Regions from separate parts of the Mus musculus genome. Here all the other regions are linked to region 2. A link is a contact called in public HiChIP or PLAC-seq data. All regions are on one chromosome and are shown on one strand. The core of a region is the stretch at or near the end of the contact, and the rest is flanking DNA. Distances in the headings are between cores, read along the strand shown. Region 1 holds the start of Dpcd (deleted in primary ciliary dyskinesia). Region 2 holds the start of Hif1an (hypoxia-inducible factor 1, alpha subunit inhibitor). Region 3 holds the start of Entpd7 (ectonucleoside triphosphate diphosphohydrolase 7).

The links. HiChIP or PLAC-seq counts read pairs in DNA pulled down with a chosen protein or histone mark.
Region 1: a contact with region 2 is called in an H3K4me3 HiChIP or PLAC-seq map of bone marrow-derived macrophages, with 4 times the contacts expected there. The contact joins the promoter of Dpcd here to the promoter of Hif1an in region 2. A contact is called at or near these places in 1 of 484 Hi-C or Micro-C datasets (uterus), 1 of 115 datasets of contacts at active chromatin or transcription factors (bone marrow-derived macrophages) and 1 of 9 other capture datasets (liver).
Region 3: a contact with region 2 is called in an H3K4me3 HiChIP or PLAC-seq map of bone marrow-derived macrophages, with 4 times the contacts expected there. The contact joins the promoter of Entpd7 here to the promoter of Hif1an in region 2. A contact is called at or near these places in 2 of 484 Hi-C or Micro-C datasets (B cells and natural killer cells), 2 of 115 datasets of contacts at active chromatin or transcription factors (bone marrow-derived macrophages and pancreatic cancer cells) and 1 of 9 other capture datasets (liver).

What each region holds. Positions count from the first base shown.
Region 1 is chr19:45,559,192-45,561,891 of GRCm38.p6, forward strand. Dpcd (deleted in primary ciliary dyskinesia) reads left to right here and starts at 1,394. Exons shown (of 6, transcript NM_172639.3): 1 at 1,394-1,516. The coding sequence starts at 1,453. Poll (polymerase (DNA directed), lambda) reads right to left here and starts at 1,373. Exons shown (of 9, transcript NM_020032.3): 1 at 1,295-1,373; 2 at 389-525. The coding sequence starts at 500.
Region 2 is chr19:44,561,373-44,564,251 of GRCm38.p6, forward strand. Hif1an (hypoxia-inducible factor 1, alpha subunit inhibitor) reads left to right here and starts at 1,482. Exons shown (of 8, transcript NM_176958.3): 1 at 1,482-1,682; 2 at 1,918-2,168. The coding sequence starts at 1,506.
Region 3 is chr19:43,688,370-43,691,259 of GRCm38.p6, forward strand. It overlaps Entpd7 (ectonucleoside triphosphate diphosphohydrolase 7), which reads left to right and starts at 1,320. Exons shown (of 13, transcript NM_053103.5): 1 at 1,320-1,535; 2 at 1,810-1,912; 3 at 2,649-2,831. The coding sequence starts at 1,905.

The sequences.
Region 1 (2,700 bases), core at 144-2,643, 1.0 Mb after region 2:
CAAACGTACAACAAACTTCCTTTTTTTGGGGGGGGGTGGTTAGTTTCAAGACAGGGTTTCTCTGTGTAGCCCTGGCTGTTCTGGAACTCACTCTGTAGACCAGGCTGGCCTCGAACTCAGAAATCTGCCTGCCTCTGCTTCCCAAGTGCTGGGATTAAAGGCTAAAGGCTTGCTTGCTAGCGATACCCCCCAGGGGTTTTTTGTTTTTGTTTTTGCTTTTGTTTTGTTTTGTTTTTTTCAGCAAACTTCCTTTTTTGTTGTTTTGTTTTGCTTTTCGAGTTTGAGGCCAACCTGATCTTGGCCACAGGTTAGGTCACTTCTGTTAATCTGACTCTAGCTGAAAACAAGAAGGCTGAACGTTCCAGTGTGTGAGGGTGGACCGGCTCACCTCTAGCTTCTCCCACCTCCCTTTTGGGAATCTTTGCAAGTGCTTTTGAAGATAGATCTGCATGACTTTTCTTCCGCTTGGGAAAGGCCTTCACGATGCCCTGAGGGTCCATTGAAGGGCGCTGGATCCTGGCCTTTCTGTTAAAGGATTGAGAGCCAGCCCTTAATAATTTGGCATAGAGGTGGGGTTTAGGGGTAACAGGTCCCTTTCTCAGAGGTCTCGGAAACCCCAGTTAAACTTAAGTGATTTAATCCGAGTGCCACACACACATACCAGCCTTTCAACCCTAGTCGTACTGAGGGAAGCCAGGGAAAGGTTGGGATTCTTGTGGGTGTAGGGGAGGTGTGGATCGAAAGGAAACAACATGGGGTGGGGGTGGGGGGAGGAATATAGCGCAGAGTCAGCCTCTGCGTCCCCTTCCAAGAGACTTTTCCAAAATGATGACGGGTTTGGGAACCGGACTACATCTTTAGGAGAGTCTTCATCTCCCCAACGAATTGGAGTCTAAGGGACATGTCACATAAACCTCGCATCATCTTTCTCTAGCCTCAATGTGCATTCGCAGAAGAAAACCTGGGGAGTGAGGCTTCAGGGAAAGTTGTGGGCACGCTGCGCACCTGTCCCTGTCGCAGCAGCCCCATCGCGCGGGTCTGAGCCCCGCAGCTGCAGGGAGGTGGAGTGCAGCCGCAGCAGATGTAGGGAGCCCTCACAGCTGGAGGTGGGCAAGACCGAAGCAGACGTGCCACATCCACTGTGAGCAGCTGGTGTGAACCAGGGACTCCCAGCTGGGGCCAGAAGAGAGTTGGTGCTGGATCCCTAAAAGTTCTGGGAGCATCCCCACCCCACCCGGCCCCAGGACCGGTCCAAAGTAGGTTAGAATCTCCCGGCAAAGAGAAATAAACTCACCATGGGAGCCAATGAAAACGGATTGGGGGAGGAAGGGGTAGAGGGGAAAAAAAAAAAAAAAAATCAGTTCCCAGAATACTTCCCGGGTCATCCGGAAGTGATCATCGGTCGGGTAGTTGCCATGGCAGTGGCCCGGCGCGTTCCTGGGCGGAGGGAAGATGGCGGTGACTAGCTGGTTGGAGGTTTTGCGGTCGGCCGAGAAGACGGCACTGCTGCAGGATGGTAACTCGAGACCCCTCGTCCTTCCCCCCAGGGCGGGCTCTATGCGCCCGCTCCCCCAGGGAGGGCCTCAGCCTGGGTGGGCAGAGCTGGACCTGTCGCAGCAGCCTACAGCCATGCCAGCTTCCTGCTTTTGCAGAGGAAACCGGCCCAGGGAGATGACCCGAGTGGAACCCAAGTCTTTGGTCACCCACCTCAAGAGTTCCTTATATCATCTCTCCCCGCTCAGAGTTTTGTTGGTATTTCCCAATAATTCATTTTACATTCATCATCGTCCCTCAGGGCTGTACCAAGAGGCTAATTCTGCACCCCATTTGACTGACGAGGAAACTGAAACCCAGGAAGGTTTTAGACCAAACCCAGGTTTTGCAGATAATCAGGTATAATTCGTCATCTGGGATCCATGCAGCTCAATTTGGGGGTCCTATTGATGACAGCAGCCCCAATGGCATAGAAAGGAGACACCAGGGTTTTAGATCAACTCTAACATCGATTCACCTCTTCAGTTGTTAGGACCCCATTTTCTTCAATTATAAAATGAAGTGGGTGGGCTACCAGTGTTGTTTCTAAGGTCCTTGTTTTCTTTTTCTTTTCTTTCTTTTTTTTATTTTAAAGATTTATTTATTTTTTTATTATATGTAAGTACACTGTAGCTGTCTTCAGACACACCAGAAGAGGGAGTCAGATCTCGTTACGGATGGTTGTGAGCCACCATGTGGTTGCCGGGATTTGAACTCAGGACCTTCAGAAGAGCAGTCGGGTGCTCTTACCTGTTGAGCCATCTCACCAGCCCAGGTCCTTGTTTTCTAACTATGTTTTGTTTATGATGTGGATTTTAAATTGCCCCCTGATCTTTAGGGGAGATAGAGCAAGGGCTAAGGTCTAAATGACTAAGAACAGGAGCTTGAGATGTCAGCTTTTCCTCATCCTGCAAGTGGCCAGTTTAAGTGCCCTGTGCCCCTGAGGTCTTTCACAGACCCACCCACCTGGCAGCCAGGGTGCCTTAGGTCTGAATTCCTGAGGCTTTAAAGCTAACAGCTAGCTTTAAAACATCCACAGGCAGGTGCCTGAAGTTTACAGAAATTAAAATCAGGTTTCATTTGCTCCTACCCTACAGCATTTAGGGAACCCATTGCCATGTGCCAAATTCTGTGCTAGAGCAGATAGAAAAAACAGACAATAGCAAA
Region 2 (2,879 bases), core at 232-2,731:
GGTTCTGGTTAGTCAGGTCCACAGCTCAGGGTCTCACCAGTGTGAAACCAAGGCCTATGCCATGACATCTGAGGCTCTGAATCCTTTTATAAGCATAGCAGTTATTGGTCAAATTCAATTACTTGAATTTATAGGGCTACACTTCCCATATTTTTGTTGGCTATTAGCCAATAGTCTTTCTCAGCTTGTAAAGAATTCACTTGTCATTTTCTGAAATATATGCATATATATGTGTGTGTGTATATGAATATACATATATATTCAAGGCAAACCAGAGAGCATGTATTATGGATTCAAATCCCCAAGCCTTTTGTCTCTAACTAATGTTTCCAGATTTAAAGGGCTAGAGAGATAATGTCTGCCCTACTCAAGATAAGTCTCCATTTTGATGACCTCAAATTTGACTGGTTAGGGACTTTGACTACATATTTGCCATATAATGTTACCTAACTACAGGGACACCACCCTGTCATAGATGCAGTTCCTACTGTCATTTTAAGGGGAGAGACTTAAATAGGATATGTACACCATGGGATGACAATCTTGGCCTCCTGTAGGTATTCATTAGAATGGTCCAGTAAGGGCTGGCGAGACTGCTCAGCGGGTAAGAGCACTGACTGCTCTTCCAAAGTTCCTGAGTTCAAATCCCAGCAACCACCCATAGTGAGATCTGACGCTGTCTTCTGGTGCATCTGAAGTCAGCTACAGTGTACTTATGTATAATATTAAATAAATCTTTTAAAAAAAAAGAATAGTCTAGTAAGCAAACAAAACAATTAATACCTTCTCTTATAACCAGTATGTATTGTTGGAAAATGTGAATATCTGTGGTTGCATAACATTGGTCTCATTGCAAGATTAGATTTAAGTAGGTGAGATAGTGCTATATGCAGAAAAATCAAATAATACTGAACAAAAATGGATTTTATATTACTTTTTTTTTTTTTTAAAGGGATGGTGGTTTGCTGTGTTATTCAGACTGGCTCTGAACTCTTGGATTCAAGTGGTCTTCCTGCTTCAGCGTCTGGAGTAATTGGAACTATAAGCCCTTGATCTTCTCTAGATTCTGAATGAATTCAGTTTGTCCTTAATCATCTGTCTAAGCCTTCAGGACAGCTTTACCCAAGGTCTATGTGCTAACTGATTTTTCTAGTGATTTCTTAAGTGGATCTAAGCGTTGGCTTCTCTCCCCACCCGAGAGAGTAAAGCTTAAAGCTTAATTACACTTGCCTCCGTCTTTGCCTCTGTAGGCTTGAACATAGGGAGGCAGCAATATTTCGTGGGCTTGTTTGTCCCTTTTCTAAGGAACTAAGCGAGTCGGCCTTATGGAGCCTAGACTGTAGTCCTGCAGGTCACCGCTAGGGAGCGCTCCTTCAACCTAGGCGCCCACCTACTTAAAAGGTCTCGATCGGTTTCTCTTGCAGTCCATCTCTATGGTGTTCGTTGTTGTTGCTTCCGGAAAGGGCGGAGCTTTCACTTCCGGCGGGGCCGTCCCTAGAGTAGAGATGGCGGCGACGGCAGCCGAGGTTGCGGCCTCTGGCTCTGGAGAGGCCCGGGAAGAAGCCGAAGCTCCGGGTCCCGCCTGGGATGAGTCCCAGCTACGAAGTTACAGCTTTCCGACCAGGCCCATCCCACGTCTGAGCCAGAGTGACCCTCGGGCGGAAGAGCTCATCGAAAATGAGGTGGGGGGCGGGGCTGCTGCTGAAGGGGGTGGAGGAAGGGACCCGGTTAGCGGAGAGGTGGCACACTGATCAGATTGTGGACAGAGGCTTGAGAGGCGGGAAAGGGAGATGCTACGTCAGGAGAGAGTGACAGGAGACACTGTTGTGAATTTGACAAGTACAGATATCGTCGAGAAGAACATATTAGCGCCTTGGAATTACTTCATTGATTTTTTTTTTTGATGTTTTTGCTTAGGAGCCAGTGGTGCTGACCGACACAAACCTTGTGTATCCTGCACTGAAGTGGGACCTCGAATACCTGCAAGAGAATATTGGCAACGGAGATTTCTCTGTGTACAGTGCCAGCACCCATAAGTTCTTATACTATGATGAGAAGAAGATGGGCAATTTCCAGAACTTTAAGCCAAGGTCCAACAGGGAGGAAATTAAATTTCATGAGTTCGTTGAGAAACTACAAGCTATACAGCAGCGCGGGGGAGAAGAGCGGTAAGTTGCCCCGTCAGTAGAACCAGGGCATCCGCTTTCCTGTACTTGTTTGAAGGTGTGGTGGAGTTGGGTAAGAAGAGATTGGCACCTCCAAGCCTCTGGGTTCCACGAGTGAATATTCTGCTCTGCGCTTTGAGTTCTTGATGGTTCTTTTTAGCTTAGTGGATGAGGGCAGCATTAGCCTTGAACTGTGAGTCCAATTTCCTGTCTTTGGTAGTTAGAGTGACAGTTGTTTTGCAGGGTCAGTCAGACGAAAGAAAGGCTTTGACCGTGCCTATGTGGAACTTATACTAGCCTGATAGCATATGTCCAGTTAAATCATTGTGCGGTTCTGTTTGGGAGGGCTGTCCCAGGGTTCGAAAATTTCAAGCTCAAAATGGAAGATTTTTACTTAAGATCTTTTGATTTCTTGAAAAAAAAAAAAAGATTGTGTTTTATGTGTGCAGGTGTTTGTATTTAGTTGCTATTGTTTTGGGGGGGGCGGGGCAGGGACTCACTCTGGAGCTCTTAACTGGACTGGCTGGAACTTGCCATATAGACTAGGCTTGCCTCAAACTCGATAAGATCCTCTTGCCTCTGCCTTGAGTGCTGAGATTAAAGTGTTTACCTGTTTGCCTTGCACACCATGTGTATTTAATGCCTGTAGAGGGCAGAAGGCATTCCATTCTCTGCAAAGGAGTTACAAATAGTTGTTAACTGCCAAGTGGGTCC
Region 3 (2,890 bases), core at 70-2,569, 870 kb before region 2:
TGGAACTCACTATGGACGATAGGCTGACCTCGAACTAACAGAGATCCACCCACCTTTACCTCCAAGTGTAGGATTCCAAGACTCCAGCCAGCTTCTTTTTTGTTTGCTCTTTTTCTAACTCAGGCCCAGCTGCAGAGCGCTGAGTGGAGTGTGTTCCTCTGCACCTGTCACTCAACCTTCAGCCTGTCTTTGCTATGATACCTCGTCAGAGATAGACAAGCCCAGTCCCTTTCACTACCAAAGCTGCTTTACTCTTTTGAGAGCTTCGATTCTCTGCCAAATGCAGTGACAGTGACTGTCACTGGTTACAGCCAGCTTTGAATAAAATTGTCCCTATTGATCTCCTCTTGGTCTTCATCCCCGTCCAGGTATTCATTTACGTCCTGTGTTGGCGGCGTTTTATAAGGGATGGTGTGACTTAGCTTTGGGGATGTGTAAGAGCGGATACTCCTGCTCTCAAGGATAGGGAGTTAGTGGGGCAGACAGGCACATGGTTGTAAATCGAGGAGTAACTGAAACAGAAGGTGTCTATAAAAAGATGTGGGGTCGGGTAAGATTTTTGGAGGAAGACACCCTTAAGCCAAAGGTAAGACATGATCAGGAGCTGATAAAGTGAGAAGAGCAGAATGTACAAAAACCATCAGGTCCCAACACTCAAGGGTACACATGCTGGAGCTTAACCAAGAGGTGAGGAGACCCAGTAGGTGCACCGTGGACAGTAATGAAAGGGACAGGTTGTAAAAACTTTAGATTTTCTGTCATTCAAGAGACTTCTTCATGCAAAATGAGACACGGGGCTGGTGTAAGCAAGAGTTAAGGGACTGTTTCTTTTGTGTTACCATAGGGCCCAGGAGGACAACAATACAAATGTTCATGATCTGCACCCAGTAGACAACCAACGTTGAAGAAATGGACACGAGTACTTTGATGCAAACGTCACCGGCTCTAATTTTTTCTCACAGTGTTTCTATCATGAGAGATGACAGTGATCCTGGGATATCAGTTTGTGGGCAAAAGGGACGGGATGGAGGAACTGCCAATGAGGGAAGAAAGGCTATGAGCAAGGGGTGCGTAGCTGTGATGAGCATTCGGAGACCCACCCACAGGAACGGTGGAAGCTGCAGCGGTGAAGGCCACCGCAGGGAGCTGGCCTTGCAGCAGCAGTCTGTGGCCTCTCCCGTGCGGGCTGCGGGTCCCAGCCCGCCCTCCAGGCGGAGCCTGGGTGCGACGACTTTTCCATTGGTCACGGCCGGGAGTCCAGGGGCGGGCATTCGTGGCCAGGCACCTTTGGGGATTGGTGTCGTTGTGAACAGACGCTCAGTTTGTGACCGCCGCGGCTTCGCCGGTGGCTCCGGCTGCGCGCAGGGCGGGCCTCTCCGGGTCCCCTGCAGTCATTGGCTCGGTGCGGTTTCCTTGGGGACGTGGCGCCGCCGGAGGCCGGGCCTCCTTCCGGCTGTGTTGGGAGCCACTGGGAACCGCTGAGGACCAGGACCAGGCCGGGCTGTGCAGAGGGACGAGCGGGCCTCGGGATTCCCGTGAGTGGGATTGCGGGAGAGCTGCGGGACGGATAGGGACGAGGAGAGGAAGCGGGGTCCCCTGTCCCTACCACCTGGGGTGGCGTGCTCCGTGAACACTGAGCCTGTCCACAGGAAAGCCCCGCGTTCGGGATGCACGGTAGGATCCTCTGGGCCCGTGGGAGGAGAGAGAAGCGACACGGAGTGAGGGTCAGTACAGTGGGAAGGAAACGTGCAGTCGCTGCGGGGATCAGGTCCTTTGGGCACTGTCTGAAAGCCAGCCAACCCTTTCTAGGCTGCAGGCTTAGGAGATGCCTGGGACTAGGAGGCCACCCTCTCAAAGCAAAAGGAAACGGAGGTGACAGACGTCGAGACCACTGAAGGGAACCCATGGCTAGGTAAGGTTTGCACTCATTATATCTGTCAAGGAGCTGAGTGGAGGGTGGTAGCAGGGGCGCGGGGGGGGGGGCGGGGGCGCTGGGAGGCTAGGTGAGGTTTGCCCTGAGGCTGCGCCTAAACTTTGCATCCTGGTCAGGTGTATGCAAAAATGTCAAAGCTGCATTCTTTGGAAAGGCCAGTCGAATCATTTCCAGCCCATAACCTGGGGTCTTGAGAGTAGCAGTGGTTGTCTCTGAAAGGTGGTTGAGTTAAGGCCAAAGACTCAGTTTTGACTGTGTATCTGTTAAAACTAATTTTAAGAAAGGTCTCCTTGTGTCTATAATTTGCTAAAGCATTTTTAAAAAAAATCAGTTAAATAACTTGTGTAACTATCTGGTTTCTTGACAGCATGGCTAGTGGTCGGTCATGTTGCAGCCTCTCTGATTAGCCAGTGTTAGGAAGACCCCACCCCCCCACCCCTGTGCCCCCCGCCCCTGTGCCCCCCTCCCTTTGATCTTTCCACCAACAGTAGATTATTCAAGCACATCATGTCTTTCTAAACTGCATGATGGAAAGAAACACTATGAACAATACAGGTGCTTGCCTTTCATTTGCAACTTAAAAAAAAAAACCATTTAGACTTCTCTTGACCTGGGATTTTTGCCTTTCAGGGTGTTCATCTAGTTTTAAAAACAGTTTTAAAGCGGTAATTTATGGAGAGATTTTAGGACTTAACAAATGTTTGTCTCATTCCAGGATCAGTTTTTCCTACCTCTGCCCAGCCTCCTGGTACTTCACTGTGCCCACAGTGAGCCCGTTTCTCCGTCAGCGGGTGGCATTCCTGGGACTCTTCTTTATACCCTGTGTCCTTTTACTTCTTTTAATCATGGATTTACGACACTGGGCCACTTCGTTACCACGGGACAGGCAGTATGAGAGGTAAGTCAGCTTTTGATCACTTTGCTCAGATTGGTTTTGAAGTTACAACCTTACGTTTG